Linked DNA regions of Zea mays: region 1 is linked to region 2. A link is a contact called in public Hi-C data. All regions are on one chromosome and are shown on one strand. Each heading gives the region's core, a stretch centred on a gene start, on an enhancer-like site or on the middle of the called end of the contact. The rest is flanking DNA. Distances are from core to core; before and after follow the strand shown. Region 1 holds the start of LOC100274870. Region 2 holds the start of LOC100274043 (UPF0496 protein).

The links. Hi-C and Micro-C count contacts between places; a contact is called where the count stands out from the background.
Region 1: a contact with region 2 is called in a Hi-C map of root tip, with 5 times the contacts expected there. The contact joins the promoter of LOC100274870 here to the promoter of LOC100274043 in region 2. A contact is called at or near these places in 3 of 25 Hi-C or Micro-C datasets (ear, leaf and root tip).

The regions. Positions count from the first base shown.
Region 1 is chr10:116,199,099-116,202,626 of Zm-B73-REFERENCE-NAM-5.0, reverse strand. It overlaps LOC100274870, which reads right to left and starts at 1,818. Exons shown (of 2, transcript NM_001365937.1): 1 at 1,722-1,818; 2 at 1-293. The coding sequence starts at 152.
Region 2 is chr10:115,803,682-115,807,025 of Zm-B73-REFERENCE-NAM-5.0, reverse strand. It overlaps LOC100274043 (UPF0496 protein), which reads right to left and starts at 1,734. Exons shown (of 1, transcript NM_001148424.1): 1 at 163-1,734. The coding sequence starts at 1,670. The coding sequence ends at 411.

The sequences.
Region 1 (3,528 bases), core at 569-3,068, 400 kb before region 2:
TACGCGGTGGTCACCGCGCTCACCGCTGGCGCCCGCCCTCCTCCTCCGGCCTCCGGGGCGCCCGCCGCCGCATTGGCGGGACCGGAGCCGGAGCAGGCCACGTCGGAGATCCGCACGGCGTGCTCGCTGAAGCACGACACCAGGTCCTTCATGCCTCGATCTTCCTTGTCTCCGGTCCGGGCGCTCCCCACCCACCCTGGAATTCTTCGGCCGCCTACCACTCACCACCGGGCCGAGGGGGCGTGCAGGGAGGGGATGGCTTTGCGGACAGCAACGGCAGCACTGGCATTATGCTGAATTGGTGACAGCGACGGGCATTAGACAAGAAGCGAGTGGTTCGGTAATCGCAGGAGAAAGGTATCTCTTAACTGGGAAGCCTGTCGAGCAATAGGCTGGAGCTTACAAGGTAGGTATAATCTCTCGCTCCCGTCCCCAGCTCATGTGTCACTAGTGTCGTGCTCGCGGCTTGCGCGAGTCGTGATCGCTTTATACAGTTTAAATACATTAATTTTCTTGCAATACATTGAACAATCTAATTTATCATAATCATCTTACTTAAGAAAAACAATTTCTTTGTATGTATCAAGGTCAACGCCTTCAATTTGACTTAGGAGATGAAGGTTATTACCTACATATAAGAAGATTAAAAAAACAATTCCAATTTGCATGACTTAAGAAATACATTTGAGTAGATTATCCAGATGACGCTGAGTTACCGGATCACGCAATTCCAATATTGCTTTCAGTATCATATAGGATGGCGAACCTGAGAATGGATTTAATCACAGTCTCATTCACGTGGCATGGTAAAGAATTAAGGAACAAAGGCAGATTCTAACTTATGTTTCAAGCCTGCGACATACCAGATGCTACATTCGGACCTAGAGTTTATTCATTTCTATGAAATTCTGATGAACAAATTCAACTGCGTCATTAATAGTTTCTGCAACCCTGCATCATTAAAATAGCAAAATATGATGGGACATATGGCTTTATTAATACTTCAATGGGATAGATGAAGTCATAAATTATAGGTTTATATTGTGTGATGCCTGTTCACATATGCCTTGAACTATATTAACAATAATCAAACTGTACAGAGAGTATTAGTAAGCAATCTTATGTGATATTCTATACAACGATCTTGGTTGAGAAACACTCTAGCCTATTAGTAAGCAAATTTGATTCTCTCGGTTTGGTAGTCTGATGCTGGCTATGATATTGTGTGCAGTGTATTATTTTCTATTAACATTAGTATTTGCAGTTCGACAGTTCCTATATTTACTTTTGTGATAATTAATGATAGTGTTCATTGATGCTAGGTTGAGTGTACAGGACATTTGAAGAGGCACCACATGAAGTGTCAAAGTTACTGATACTGTATTCCAATTTGACGCATTCCATGGTGCCATTTTTATGTCTGTTTCTGGCTTGAACTCTATGTAGTTACATGCATGTCTCTACTTTGATAACCTGGAAGACTATTACGAACAATTATAATTATGTATCAGTACTAAATTTATCAGTGGTACTAAGTTTCGGTTTGAGAAAACATTATTTATGACTTCTCTGTTTTTTCTGATTGTGAATATTTGTACCTGTGTTTTCTAGAGTGCAGCTGACACTCTTTCCTCGGCAATATCTTGACTCCTAAAGGGGTATGGATGGCACAACAAAGCAAAGTACAATTGGCAGTCAGAGAAGCGGAGTTGAATGCGTACCCGAGGTAGCGGAGGAGGATCACTGGGAGCCTCGTGAGGAGGAAGGCCTCGGCGGTGGCCCGGTCGACTTCACCGCGGAAGGACCCGCTGCACTGCGCAAACCGCCCGCACGCGGCCCAGTGCCGCATTCCCGCGTCGGGTAGGAGCGGCACATCCTTTGCCGAGGGCGATGCAGCAACGGCTTCCGGGGACGGCGGCAGGGCTTGCTTATCTGGGAGGTCTGCTCAGCGAGCTGACGGGCGAAGGAGGGCATGGTGGATAGCGCTGAAAACTGACATGGAGACGGTGGGGCGACGGCGGCCCACGGGGGGAGCGGTCGGAACTGCTACGCCCAAGCGCCGGTTAGTCGGGGGTCGATGGGGCTCGAGCTTCACGGAAGCGATGAATGGAGAGGTGGGACCGTGGGAGGTCTACGTAGCTCCTGGAAGCGTCCAGACACGGAGAGCGCCACGGAGAGGGCGGAAGGATTCGAGGACCGTTGTTGCTCGATCCGACGGCTGAAAAATATATAGTGACGTGGATGGTCTGGTTGTTCTTCCTTGCTCCCACGGTTAATATATAGAATATGTAGAGCCGGACGAAATAGTCTGTCTCATGGCTCGCTCGTTTCCAGACCGTCTCCGCTTGGGTCGGCTCGGCTCGATCGGTTCATTTATGGCCTGTTTGGTTGTCTGGATGGGTGGGCCTGGCTCGTATCTAGGGAACCTGGCTCTTGATAGTCTGGCCGAGAGCATGCAATATCCCTATGTTTGGTTGCCTGTATGAGCTTAGCATGGCCTATGCGAGATGATGTTTGGTTGCTTGCATAAATGCTTGATGCATGAGCTTAAAAGCTATAAAGTTTTATTATATTTTCATGTGATCATGTTGCAATAGTCATAATATGTCATACAAAGCCTTAATCCACTTTTAAATAAATTAAAATTATTTAATAGACACTAATTATACGTTAATCTGTCATTAGGAAAGACTAATGGTTGCACCGGCAGAGCCTGACTCTGGAGAAATGGCCAATTCCTACGTATCTCGGGAGCCAGGCCCAAGAGGAATCTTTGCATCCCACGAGCCAGGCTGAAGAGGCTGATCAGGCAACCAAACAGAAGAAAGTTGTATCTCTTGAGTCTGGCCAAACCATATGCAGGCAACCAAACACACCCTTAATTTTTTATGAGTTGAGCTGACATTCTAGTTTGATTTGTTAACGAGCCAGCTAGCGACTTCAACAAATTATAATATTTCATTAAAATGAATTTATATGGATATTATTTACGTATAAATTTGTGAATATGTTATATGTATATATAGCGTTTATGGTCTATGTGTTAAATTGATGATTAATAAACTATGTCTATATGTTAAATTGGTATGTTCGACTATGAATATAGGTTAAACTAATGAACATGTGTAAAAATTATGAATTTATGATGAACTAATGCGTGATGACTCGTGTTGATATGATGATATTGCTGTGGTATGTTAAACTATTTTCTGTTGTTAAATTGGTTTAAAGCTAACTAGAAATTAATTATGATATATATATATTCTTTAGCTCGCGAGCTAAACAAGCCACCTCGAGCTAACTCTGTGGCTCGTTAGCTTAATGAGTCGAGTCGAGCCAGCTCAAACTCGGTCGAGCCAAATCGAGCCGACTCGATATCCAGCCCGAGTCTGCTAGTCATATGCATCCCTTCTATTGCCACTTCACGTATAGTGTAACATCCTAATTTTCGAACCAACAAAATTCATCAGGACCTAGTTTAATTAGGTAAAATTTTAGTAGTTTTGAATCACAAATTATAGTTTTAAG
Region 2 (3,344 bases), core at 485-2,984:
TTCAAGTTTCAAAACCTCCATGCAGATTTAATAGGTGGTGCAAAGATTGACTGATTGAGTATTCGAGGCAACTCTGAATAGCAGAAGCAACACATTGCTTGCAAGTTGCAACTTAACTGCCATGATAACATATGGAAGCAATTGTCCAAATATTCAGTTCTTAAAATGTTAAGACTTCGTGTTTATTCAGAAACATAGCATTGTTACATCGCTACAGTAATAATTCTGAAAGTACAGAAGATCAAATATATTGAACTATAAAAATGTCTAAACTATTAAAGCAAGAAATTTGTGCATCACTTGGCACGATAGATGAGGTCTCGAGACAAGAATTTCAAGATACAGCTAATTGTTTTAACTGAAACTCATGATCATGGCACCCAGTGTCAGATTGTTTGGGGCTAATGAGGTCATGACAATGGAGACTCACTTTCAGCATCAGATTGCGCATTCAGGTGGTGCACAAGGAGTAACCTGGCACGGTTGACAGCAGCAAAGTAGAGGCAAATGTGCTCGGCAAGGTCAGCAAGCTGCCGTTGCAGGCTGGGGTGGTTCTTCCTGAGCTGCCTTACCACCTCTTCTATGGTGTGGTGTTGCCCCCTCCCGCGCTCCAGCCCAAGGCGGACAAGCATCTTGTCGCTCTCCACAGTGGCATGGAGCCTACCCACCAGCCGTTCAATTGTAGCGACATCATTATTCAAGACGTAGGTGCCCCTAGCAGTCGCGTCGAGCCGGTCCATGTGCCTCTGCAGGCGTTTCATCGAAGCAGCCAGTGGACAGCAGCAAGAATTGGATGCAGCACAAGCAGGGGCCATCGCCAGCAGCGCGGTAATGGCGTGTGTCGCAACCACGAGGCCTGCGACGGCAGCGCCGGTGGCGCAGGCAATAAGGCAGATACCTGATCCGCGCTTGGCACAGCGGAGCCAACGGCGCCTGCGCCGGACACTGAGGAGACGAAGATCGAGGTGGTTCTTGAGCCCAGAGAAACTTCGTTGCATGCACTGGAACCCGGCCGCGGGCGCCGGGAACGGATTGGGCATTTGGTCGAACAGGAGGAAGGCGTCGAACGCACAGTCGCAGTGTGGCGTGGCGAGCTGCGGCGACTGCGGGATGAGCGCGAGGAGGTCCGTGATGGGCCCGTACAGCGACCGCGCCCGGCGGAGCGCCCGACGGAGTGAGAGGCAGAGCACCGACGCTTGGTTCGTGCTGCTGAAGTAGTTCTTGACGAGGCGGGTGAGCTCCGTATCGGGCGCGTCTGCAAGAGCGCGGTCCACCACCTCGTCCTCCGGACGGAGCACGCCGGCCAGGGTGACCCTGTCCTCCCCCTCTTCTCCTTCCTCATCTTCACCGTTGCCGCCGAAGCCCCCTTCCCGTTGTTCGTCCCCGTCCCCGTCTATGTGGATCTTATCCCAGATCTCTTGGTAGGACGGGGTGTGGATCGCGAGCCTGTACTCCTGACTTAGATTGATGGTGCCCGCCGACCTGGAGCTGGTCTCCCGCCCCTCCGCTGCGCCACCGCTCCGCCGCACGCCGCTGCTAGCAGTGGTGCTCGAGCTCGTGCTCGCATTAGCGCTGCTGGTGTTTCCGTCAGTGCTCGAACAGCTCGGCATTTCTCCTCCATCATCGCCCGCACGTCGCCGCTCCAATAGCCGCATCTCTCGTCCAGCCATCCCTTCTGCGGCCGATGGGCAGCTGCCTCAAGCTGTAGCTGTAGGCGACTACTGCTAGGCGTGGAAGCAAAGTCTACGTGTGTGCGCTGCGGGATGGTGTGCACCGTAAGCCAAACGGGGTAGGGAAAAAAATTTGGTGCAGCACTGCTGCAAACTAAAGTGTTTGCAGCTCCTCACAAAAAAGAGGATAGACCCCACCCGTAGCAACAAAAATGTTATCTGGTGGATCTGCAGGTAGGGTCCATCCACCTTTTTGTGAGAGGCTGCAAACCACTCTGGTTTGCAGCAGTGCTGCACCAAATTTTTTTTCACTTTTGGGGGGTTGACCCATCGGACGACGACTCAGGTCGCTCCGGGTGGACGGATCCGACGGTTCGCACGCCCCGTCGGTTGACATCGTGCAGTTATCGTGCCGCGAAGGTCGTTACGAGGCGGGCTCGCAGCACGCAGCATTGCTCTCCGATTGTCGCGGGCGCGTAGAATGCGTGTCCTCGATTAGAGATGGCAATGGGTAAATACCCACCGGGTATTAGTACCCCATACCTATACCCACAACACAAAAATAACCCCACCGGGTTACCCATATACACTGGCGGGTATGGATTTACCCCCATACCCATACCCATGTGGGTATGGGTCACCTATCGGGTCACCCATACCCACAAAAATTAAACAACTATCAAAATATTATACTATACAAATGTCAAGTATATCCATATAAATACCATTACAAAATTTTCTAGCATCATTTAACCATCCATTCAACACACCAAAGATAATTGGATAAAGTAGTAACACTATGATAGTACTACATAGCACATTACATGTTCCATTACATGGTCATTAAATTGTTGTTAAATCGTAAAAAAGTTGGATGACTAAAGTCCAAGTTCATGATTCGGATAAGTTTATATTGGGTATTTTATACCCACGGGTTAGCGGGTATGGGTGAAGGCAGAACGTTCTAATACCCGTTTACCCATTGGGTGAAGATTTTTGCCCAATAACAGACCCACGGGTAGAATATTTAGCCCACATACATACCCTAATGGAGTAAATACCCATCGGGTATCGGGTCGCGGGTACCCATTGCCATCTCTATCCTCGATAAGAAGTCAAAATGTAAAAAAAAATTAACACACGTATCTTGACGAATAGTTAATCATCTAATAATTAATCAACTAATAAATTATTAGTTAGCTTGAGTCAGCTAATGAATTAATGGTTAGATATGAGATAACTAACAATTAGTTGCAATATTAAGTGATGGTGTTTGAACCTAACAACTATCTTTTAATAGCTAACTATTAGTTCTATAGGTTTCAAACGGGGCTTTAGACTCTCTTCAACAACGTCCTATAAATTTTATATCTCTAAAGAAAAATATTTTATGTCCTTTACACTACCCTCCAAAAGATTTCGTCATATATATCTTCTTCATCTTTAGTAATGCTCTCTAAACTCGGTCCTATATATCTACAATGTTTAAACAATACACAAACTAACATATTTATTAATTGATTTTTATATTGCACTGGGATTGAACGTATGCCATTAGAAATTGAAGAAATTAATAATTAGCGCTATTTGTCACTAGGGTGAAGCTTCACCACGAATCAGCCTTGCCCCTAAGACCCGCGCGTGATGGTTATTTAGATTCGCTAGTGATAACTG